Regions from separate parts of the Sus scrofa genome. Here region 1 is linked to region 2. The links are chromatin contacts, called in public Hi-C maps. All regions are on one chromosome and are shown on one strand. Each heading gives the region's core, a stretch centred on a gene start, on an enhancer-like site or on the middle of the called end of the contact. The rest is flanking DNA. Distances are from core to core; before and after follow the strand shown. Region 1 has its middle 19 kb from the start of CARD6. Region 2 holds the start of TTC33 (tetratricopeptide repeat protein 33).

What was found. A called contact is a pair of places that touch in the nucleus more often than the background predicts.
Region 1: a contact with region 2 is called in a Hi-C map of retroperitoneal adipose tissue, with 1.7 times the contacts expected there. The contact joins the enhancer-like site here to the promoter of TTC33 in region 2. A contact is called at or near these places in 1 of 5 promoter capture datasets (liver), 7 of 47 Hi-C or Micro-C datasets (alveolar macrophages, embryonic fibroblasts, liver and 4 more) and 2 of 2 datasets of contacts at active chromatin or transcription factors (alveolar macrophages and skeletal muscle).

What each region holds. Positions count from the first base shown.
Region 1 is chr16:25,820,512-25,824,415 of Sscrofa11.1, reverse strand. No RefSeq gene overlaps it. Among named protein-coding and RNA genes, the nearest start is that of CARD6, 19 kb to the right of the region's middle. Within about 2 kb of position 1,910, at least 25 of the 83 cell types and tissues checked have an H3K27ac peak or open chromatin away from gene starts, as enhancers often do. A contact at or near this core is called in alveolar macrophages, retroperitoneal adipose tissue and subcutaneous adipose tissue, where this site is marked.
Region 2 is chr16:25,740,057-25,743,749 of Sscrofa11.1, reverse strand. TTC33 (tetratricopeptide repeat protein 33) reads left to right here and starts at 1,788. Exons shown (of 5, transcript XM_021076656.1): 1 at 1,788-1,943.

The DNA of each region.
Region 1 (3,904 bases), core at 661-3,160, 81 kb before region 2:
TCTCTTAATTGAAGTATAGTTAATTCACAATGTTTTGTTAGTTTCAAGTGTACAGCAAAGTGAGTCATTGTTCATGCATATATGTACATATATTCTTTTTCAGATTCTTTTCCATCATAGGTTATGTGTATATGTTTTAAAATTGTCATGTGTAGAGTTCCCATTATGCTCAGCAGAAAGGAATCTGACTAGTATCCATGAGGACGCAGGTTCGATCCACTGGCCTTGCTCAGTGGGTCACAGATGTGGCTCAGATCCTGCGTTGCTGTGGTTGTGGTGTAGGCTGGCAGCTGTAGCTCCGATTTGACCCCTAGCCTGGGAACCTCCATATGCTTCAGGTGTGGTGCTAAAAAAAGAAAACAATGAAATAAAAAGTTGTTACTTGTATACACACACTCTTCACCATGGCTGAAATGCAGAGAATGAGTTGCAGGGCAGTAGTGGAAGCAGAGGGCAGGTAGAACACTATTGCAGTGGTCCATGTAGGAGGTGATGATGGCTTAGATGGACTAGGGGTAGTGGAGACCTTAGAGAAGTGGATGGACTCAGAATACTATGGAGATAAAATTGCCAAGACTTGGTGATTTGGGATGGAGGGAGGTGGAGGGAAGACAGACAGCCGAAGTCTTAGGTTTTGGCATTATTATAATTGGGGGAGGGAGCTATGGATGGAAAAGGGCTGCAAGTTTGGGAGGAGTCCTTTTTTGCTCATAAGTTTAAGACTCTATCAGGCATGTTATGGAAATACTGAATTAACAATTAGATGAGGAGTTCTTTGTGATGCAGCAGAAACAATCCAAGTAGTTAACCACGAGGTTGTGGATTTGATCCTTGGCCTCACTCAGTGAGTTAAGGAGTTGGCGTTGCCGTGAATTGTGGTGTAGTTCACAGAGGTGGCTCGGATCTGATGTTGCTGTGGCTGTGGTGTAGGCCAGCAGCCATAGCTCTGATTAGACCTCTAGCCTGGGAACCTCCATATGCCGCAGGTATGGCTCTAAAAAGAAAAAAAAAAAAAAAAGACTATGAGAATAGCAAATTATGAATGATTCTGTATTGTCATTAAGCAAGGAAGAGTGCTCGTTGACACATGGCATCAGATGAAATATGCAGTTGTGCAAAGCTCTTGTTAAAAAACCTTCCAGGAGTTCCCATGGTAGCTCAACGGGTTGAGAAACCAACTGGTATCCATGAGGATGCAGATTCAGTCCCTGGCCTTATTCAGTGGGTTGAGGATCCAGCATTGCCACAAGCAAATCTGGCATTTCGGTGGCTGTGGCATAGGCCCACAGCTGCAGCTCTGATATGACCCCTAGCCTAGGAACTTCCATATGCCGCAGATGTGGCCAAAAAGAAAAACTCTCCATATCCAAAATTAATGCCCATCCTAAAGGAGATCATTTTTAAAAAACAAAGCATTGCTCCCTTTTTGAAGCAGCCTCTGGGTTATGGAGAAGGTTCTCTGGGTTTGCTTTCTCACAAAGTACAGGGGAGAGAAGTAGGTGTGTCCAAGACTGCTCAGACGTTGAAAAGAAGAAACATTTTTCACAAAAATTTGTGGCAGAGCAGGTCCTCCAGGAAGCAGATGAAAAGTCTGTGACAAGGAAAGGTGGGGGCGGGGCAGGAGTGGGCGGGGGAGCCTCCTGCTGCCTGAAGGTCTGAGGGCTGTGAAAGGAGAGAAGGGAGGGGCGCTGGGGAGGGAGCACATCAAACTCCAGTGCTGCTCAGCTGGGAGAAAGCCTCAGTGGGGCCAACAGGGAGCCTCAGAGCCAAGATTGCCTGGTTGGGGCCCCACTGGTGGGAAGGCCTGGCCCAGCTCTGGTACCGCCCGCCCACCTCCCTATACTGAATCTGGCTCAGCGCAGCCTGCCCAGAGCGTGGTTCCCCAAGGAGTGCAGCAGAGCGCTGTTTGCCAGCTACTCTCCTCACAGCAGGATCCTGGAGCCGCACACCGCAGGCTGCCCAGGACTGAGACAATACGGTTAGTGTTTGGGTAATTTTAATATGTTTGTGCAGAAGAAGGAAGCAACAAGAATAAGCTTAGTCTAACAGTTTTATCACTTAGTTTCTGAAAATTTCACTTTATCCCTTATCTTGAAATCAGCAAAAGTGTGTCTAGTCTAAAAGTCAGGAAATTAGCCCTAATTTGATAAAATACCCAAGACAGTCTCTGCTGTCCTCTTGAAACACCCCAACCAGCGCTTCCAGGCACTCCTTTTGGCTCTTCTTTGCCATCCAGTGCTCCTCCTCCTCCATCAACTTCACTGATGCTCTGCTGTCCCTTAAATGCTGTTCCTCCTCAAGCTGCCTTTGTCACTTGTCCCCACTATGCAGGCTACTGTTTGATGGGATGATATATATATATTTTTTTGTTTGTTTTTGTTTTTTGCTTTTTAGGGCCGCACCGGTGGCATATAGAAGTTCCCAGGCTAGGGGTCGAATCAGAGCTACAGTTGCCGCCTACATCACAGCCACAGCAAGGCTATATCCTTAACCCACTGAAGGAGGCCAGGGATTGAACCGGCATCCTCATGGATACTAGTTGGATTCATTTCAGCTGTGCCACAACAGGAACTCCTGCCCTTAATAGTATTTCCTCCTCTCTTGCCTCCTCACTTCCAATTATGGGAAGTGGGACAGATATTAAGGCATGCAGTATTCAAATCTCTCTTTGGGTTTATGGCTCACCCTGGGGCCTAGCGTAGGGGTGGGGGTTTACCCAGGACTGGAGATAGGGAGCAGAGACCCTTCAGAGGACATGCACAACATCTCAGTATCGTCTATTCTCCCTTTTCTCTGCCTATGCCTCCCAGAGAAACTGATCTAGTCTGCAGGCTTAGAGATGTGGGGGTGTAAAATAGGACACGAGCCAAAAATTACAGTGCATTAATCACTAGTAAAGTTGTCTCCTATTAGTGACAGAATGATGTTACATATACTATGACATTGAGGCTTGAGCCAAAAACCAAATCTTAGCCAAGGAACAAAGAGAAAGCAGCACATTTTGAAAAATAAAAGGATGTCTTTTAAATTTAATTGGATACAACTTGCAGGCAAAATGAGGAGTGTTCTATACAGAAAGCTTTAGGTAGAACAGCCCTGGTCTTAAAGAGCTAAAGCTTTTACCTCATTTTTACCTTACACCAGCTTTTCAGTGCCCAATTTTCCAGCAGAAGAGGAATAGTGAGTTTCATAAGAATGGTAGTGAAGGGAAATTGTGCCAGCCCGGGTTCATGGCCCAGATGAAAATATTTCTCTGAGCACCAGAAAACAGGTTTACAGCCCAGGCTGTAACTGGGCTTTTCAGAAAGTGTCCCCAGGATCTTCTGCCTTGGTGGGAGTTCCTGTTAAGAGGCTGTTCTTTAGACCTACCCCAGACTACTGAGTCAGAGTCTCTGTGGAAAGCCCCGACCACAGGCAAATTTAACAACTGCCCCGGGTGATTTTTACACACACTCAAATTACAAAATCGCTGCCTTAAAATTTAAGGAAATTTGCCATAAGGGTGTGAAGAATTCTAATACCTTGGATTAAACAGGTAGTCTGTTTTGGAGTTCTTACTGCGGTGCAGCGGGTTAGCGTCCAACATTGTCTCTGCCATGGCACGGGTTCAATCCCCAGCCCACCACAGTGGGTTAAGGATCCCACTTTGGTATAGGCTGCTGCTTCGGCTAGGCTCAAATCCGATTCCTGGCCCAGGAAATTCTGTATGTCATGGGTGTGGCGAAAAACAAACAAATCGGACAATCTATTTTATATTTCCATTATAGAATAACAGAAAACTTTATAGCCCTCCTGTGTAATTTAGGGTCATGAGCAGGCAATACCCAAATCACAATGGCAACTTTATCTTATTTGAAAGAGTAGATGGGGAGTTCCCCATCATGGCTCAGAGGAAATGAATCTG
Region 2 (3,693 bases), core at 539-3,038:
GGCAAGACCATTATGGCAAATGGAAGTTTTCCAAAATGATAATTGTTGCTTAAATCCTTGAATTTTGTCTTTGGCAACCTTGTCAATTGTATTTCTTTATGTAATAATCACCCTTTATTTTCAAGTAAAGGCTTGTCAGACCCAAACCTGAATTAACAGCAGGTGTGTCAGTCCTTCTGCATAAAAGTTTTATTCCACAAAAATGGTATCTACTTCAGCTTATGCAGTCTCACATGTGCTTTTTTTTTTTTTTTTTTTTTTTTTTTTTTTTTTTGTCTTTTCTAGGGCTGCACCTGTGGCACATGGAGGTTCCCAGGCTAGGGGTTGAATTGGAGCTGTAGCCCCCAGCCTACGCCAGAGCCACAGCAATGCCAGATCCAAGCCGTGTCTGCAACCTACACCTCAGGTCACTGGCAACGCCAGATCGTTAACCCACTGAGCGAGGCCAGGGATCAAACCTGCAACCTCATGGTTCCTAGTCAGATTCGTTAATCACTGAGCCACGACGGGAACTCCTCACATGTGCTTTTAACTTGAGACATCATACTTCATTATATAGCAAAGTCACATTATCAGTATCTCTGATTTTGTCATACAGAATATTAAAAAGGAAATATGTACTTGGATTTTTTTTTTTTTTTTTTTTGTCTTTTTGACTTTTTGCCTTTTTTAGGGCCGCTCCTGTGGCATATGGAGGTTCCCAGGCTAGGGGTCTAATAGGAGCTGTAGCCACTGGCCTATACCACAGCCACAGCAATGCCAGATCTGAGCTGCCTGTTACCTACACCATGGCTCAAGGCAACGCTGGATCCTTAACCCACTGAGCGAGGCCAGGGATCGAACCCGCAACCTCATGGTTCCTAGTCGGATTCGTAACCACTGAGCCACTATGGAAACTCCTTGGATTATTTTAATAAAATAATTCTTACTGCTTCTCAAGGACATTGAGTGACAGCATTTTTTTTTTCTTTCTTACAGTAAATGCGATGCTTGCAATGACTGCTAGTACAGCTTGGTATCATTGCCTTGATGTGCTGAGGTGCTGGTGGTTTTAGCCATCATTGCTTTTCCACTCTCACTACAAATGTCAACATTGTGAAAAAGGCAAAGGATGCCTTTATGTTAGTATGAGAGTTTTGACTTTGAAAGGATCTGGACGACCCTGGGGGTCTTGGGATAAACTTTGGAGAATTATTGTCTCACATCAGTGATCCTCAATGGGGCAGAGGTGGAGGACCCATCTTTCTGCCAGAGACATTTGCCAACGTGTGGAGGGAAGCATTTTTGGTGTCACAAATGAAGGGGTGATAGTGGATGCTAATGGCAGCTAATGGGTAGAGACGGCGGATGCCCTTAAAACCCTGCAGCGCACGGGAGAGCCCCCCTTTTCCCAACAAATAATTATTCAGTTCGAAATGTTGCAGCATTGAAGTTGAGAAAATCAGGTCTAGAAAAATGATCTTCCTTTGCACAGACATTGAGATCGACCATCTTCATTTTTCAATTTCCTGAACACTTCCCTGAGTTAACGTGTCTCCATTTATTTATTTTCTGTCCTCTGCGACTGACCGACCTCATCAACTTAGTCTGTAAAGCACCCTCCCCAAACTGTTCTCATGCGCCTCGTCTGCTGACTGCATGGGTCGCCCGGTACCGCCAGGGCGGTTCTCTCCGCGCGCACACTCAGCTTGCGCAGCTGGTTTCCTGCACTACTGCGTTGTAGGCCCTCGTTTACCGCTAGAGGGCGCTCCCTGCATACCAGCCGCGGAGGGTCATGGGGTCGGTGCGGCCGCAGTGACTTCTGGGATTTGTGGTACCAGGGAAAAGACTGCGGCTGAGAAAGGCGCAGAGTCTCGGCTTGCCTGCTCCTTTCTCTGGAGAGTTCGGACACCCCAGGTCGGCGTGCCCCCTTTTTTAGAAGTCCCGCCACCAAAGGCAAGCAGGTAGGAGGTCGGGCATAATTTCCGTTTCCGGTGGGCAAAGGGCAAGCAGAATGTAAATACGAGACTGGAGAGCGATCATTAGGTAACACGGACTACCCGGTCCGTGGTGGAAGCCCGAGGAAGAGGAGGAAACGAGGCTGGTGGGTCTTGGGGTGACGGGGGGGAAAGAGCTTCAGAAGTCGGAGTTGAGACCCACCGCGGGTGTGACAGAACCGGGACGCTAAGGTTGGTCTTTAGGGACCAGCAAGTCTGGGTGTCCCGTTCTCCCTTGCGCCCGCGCCGAGGGCGGCTTCCGAGGCGGGTGGCGGGGGTTTGACCTGCCCTGAGCGGTGGGAGGGGCGGGAGGCGAGTTTGCTTTGCACCCTGGGAGGAAGGTTCCCGCGGCTGAGGGCGGGGCTGTGAACTCGCGGGTGACGTCCTGCCCAGCCTTTATGAACTTCGCACATTTTAATTGTTATGCAAAATAAATGGGAAGTCGCTATTACTAGTTTCTGTTTTGCGGTAACATTTTCGGGCAAATCCTTTCAAGAATTCCTCATTCTCTGAACCCAGCTCTTATCCGGAAGGGTGCTGTTTTGACTACTTGATTGTGTTTCTCAGGTTTCTGGCCTTGAGGGCTGCACCCACCGATGCCATGGAGAGAAGCCTTCCCTAGCCTGTGGCAGGGTAAAATGTCAAGGCGTCCACCGTCTTTGAGTGACTATCCCAGGGTTCATTGTATCAACAAAAGAATTTCGATGGCAGCATCGTTATCTAGAATTTTCGTGGCATTCCTTTATTACAATTCCGTGTAGAAGAAATTTGTGGAGCTACCGTCGTGGCTCAGTGGTTAACTAACCAGGCTAGTATCCATGAGGACACGGGTTGGATCCCTGGCCTCGCTCAGTGGGTTAAGGATCTGGCGTTGCGGTGAGCTGTGGGGTAGGTCACAGATTCTGCTCGGATATGGCGCGTTGCTGTGGCTGGAGCTTAGGCCAACAGCTACAGCTCGGATTCGACCCCCAGCCTGAGAACCTCCATATGCCGCGGGTGCGGCCCTCAAAACACCAAATAAATAAGTGAATAAGAAATTTGTGTTGTTTTATGAGTTTAACATAAAGTCCATATGATTATGACTTACCCATATGATTCCTTATCCTGGAGGGAAAATGTAAAGGCTAGGATGTTGGCACCTTGCCCATCCAACTGTATAAATTTAGGAAAGCCTTAAGTTTTAATTTCACGTTCAGATAGCTTTAGACGAACAATAAACTGATACTGTTTAAGATATCCGAATCAACTCCAGCTGTTAAGATTTTCCTAGGTGGAAGGACTTTTTGCATATATGCACTCACCTTTACGGTGGGTGGGCTTTTTTTTTTTTTTTTTTTTTTTTTTTGGTGTCATCTGCGGCATATGGAAGTTCTCAGCCCTTGATGGCATCTTAGCTGTAGCTTCGACCTCTCACAGCTGCTGCAACCCTGTAGCCTTAACTCTGCACCATAGCAGTAACTCTCCAGGGGCTAAATTTTATTCATGAAACTTAAGGGCTTGTAGAAACTTCCAGGGTTTTTTTTTTCTCATATCATAGCTTCCTTTGTTTACTCTCTGGTAGGCAGTTATCCTGTATTGTGTTGACTGTACTCTTCTGGTCTCTAGACAGTTTAGAGACAATATTAAATTGTACCAATGGCTTTGGTAATAGAAGATTGCTGCTTTTTTTTTTTTTTTTTTTTTTTTTTTTTTAGGGCTGAACCCATGGTATATGGAG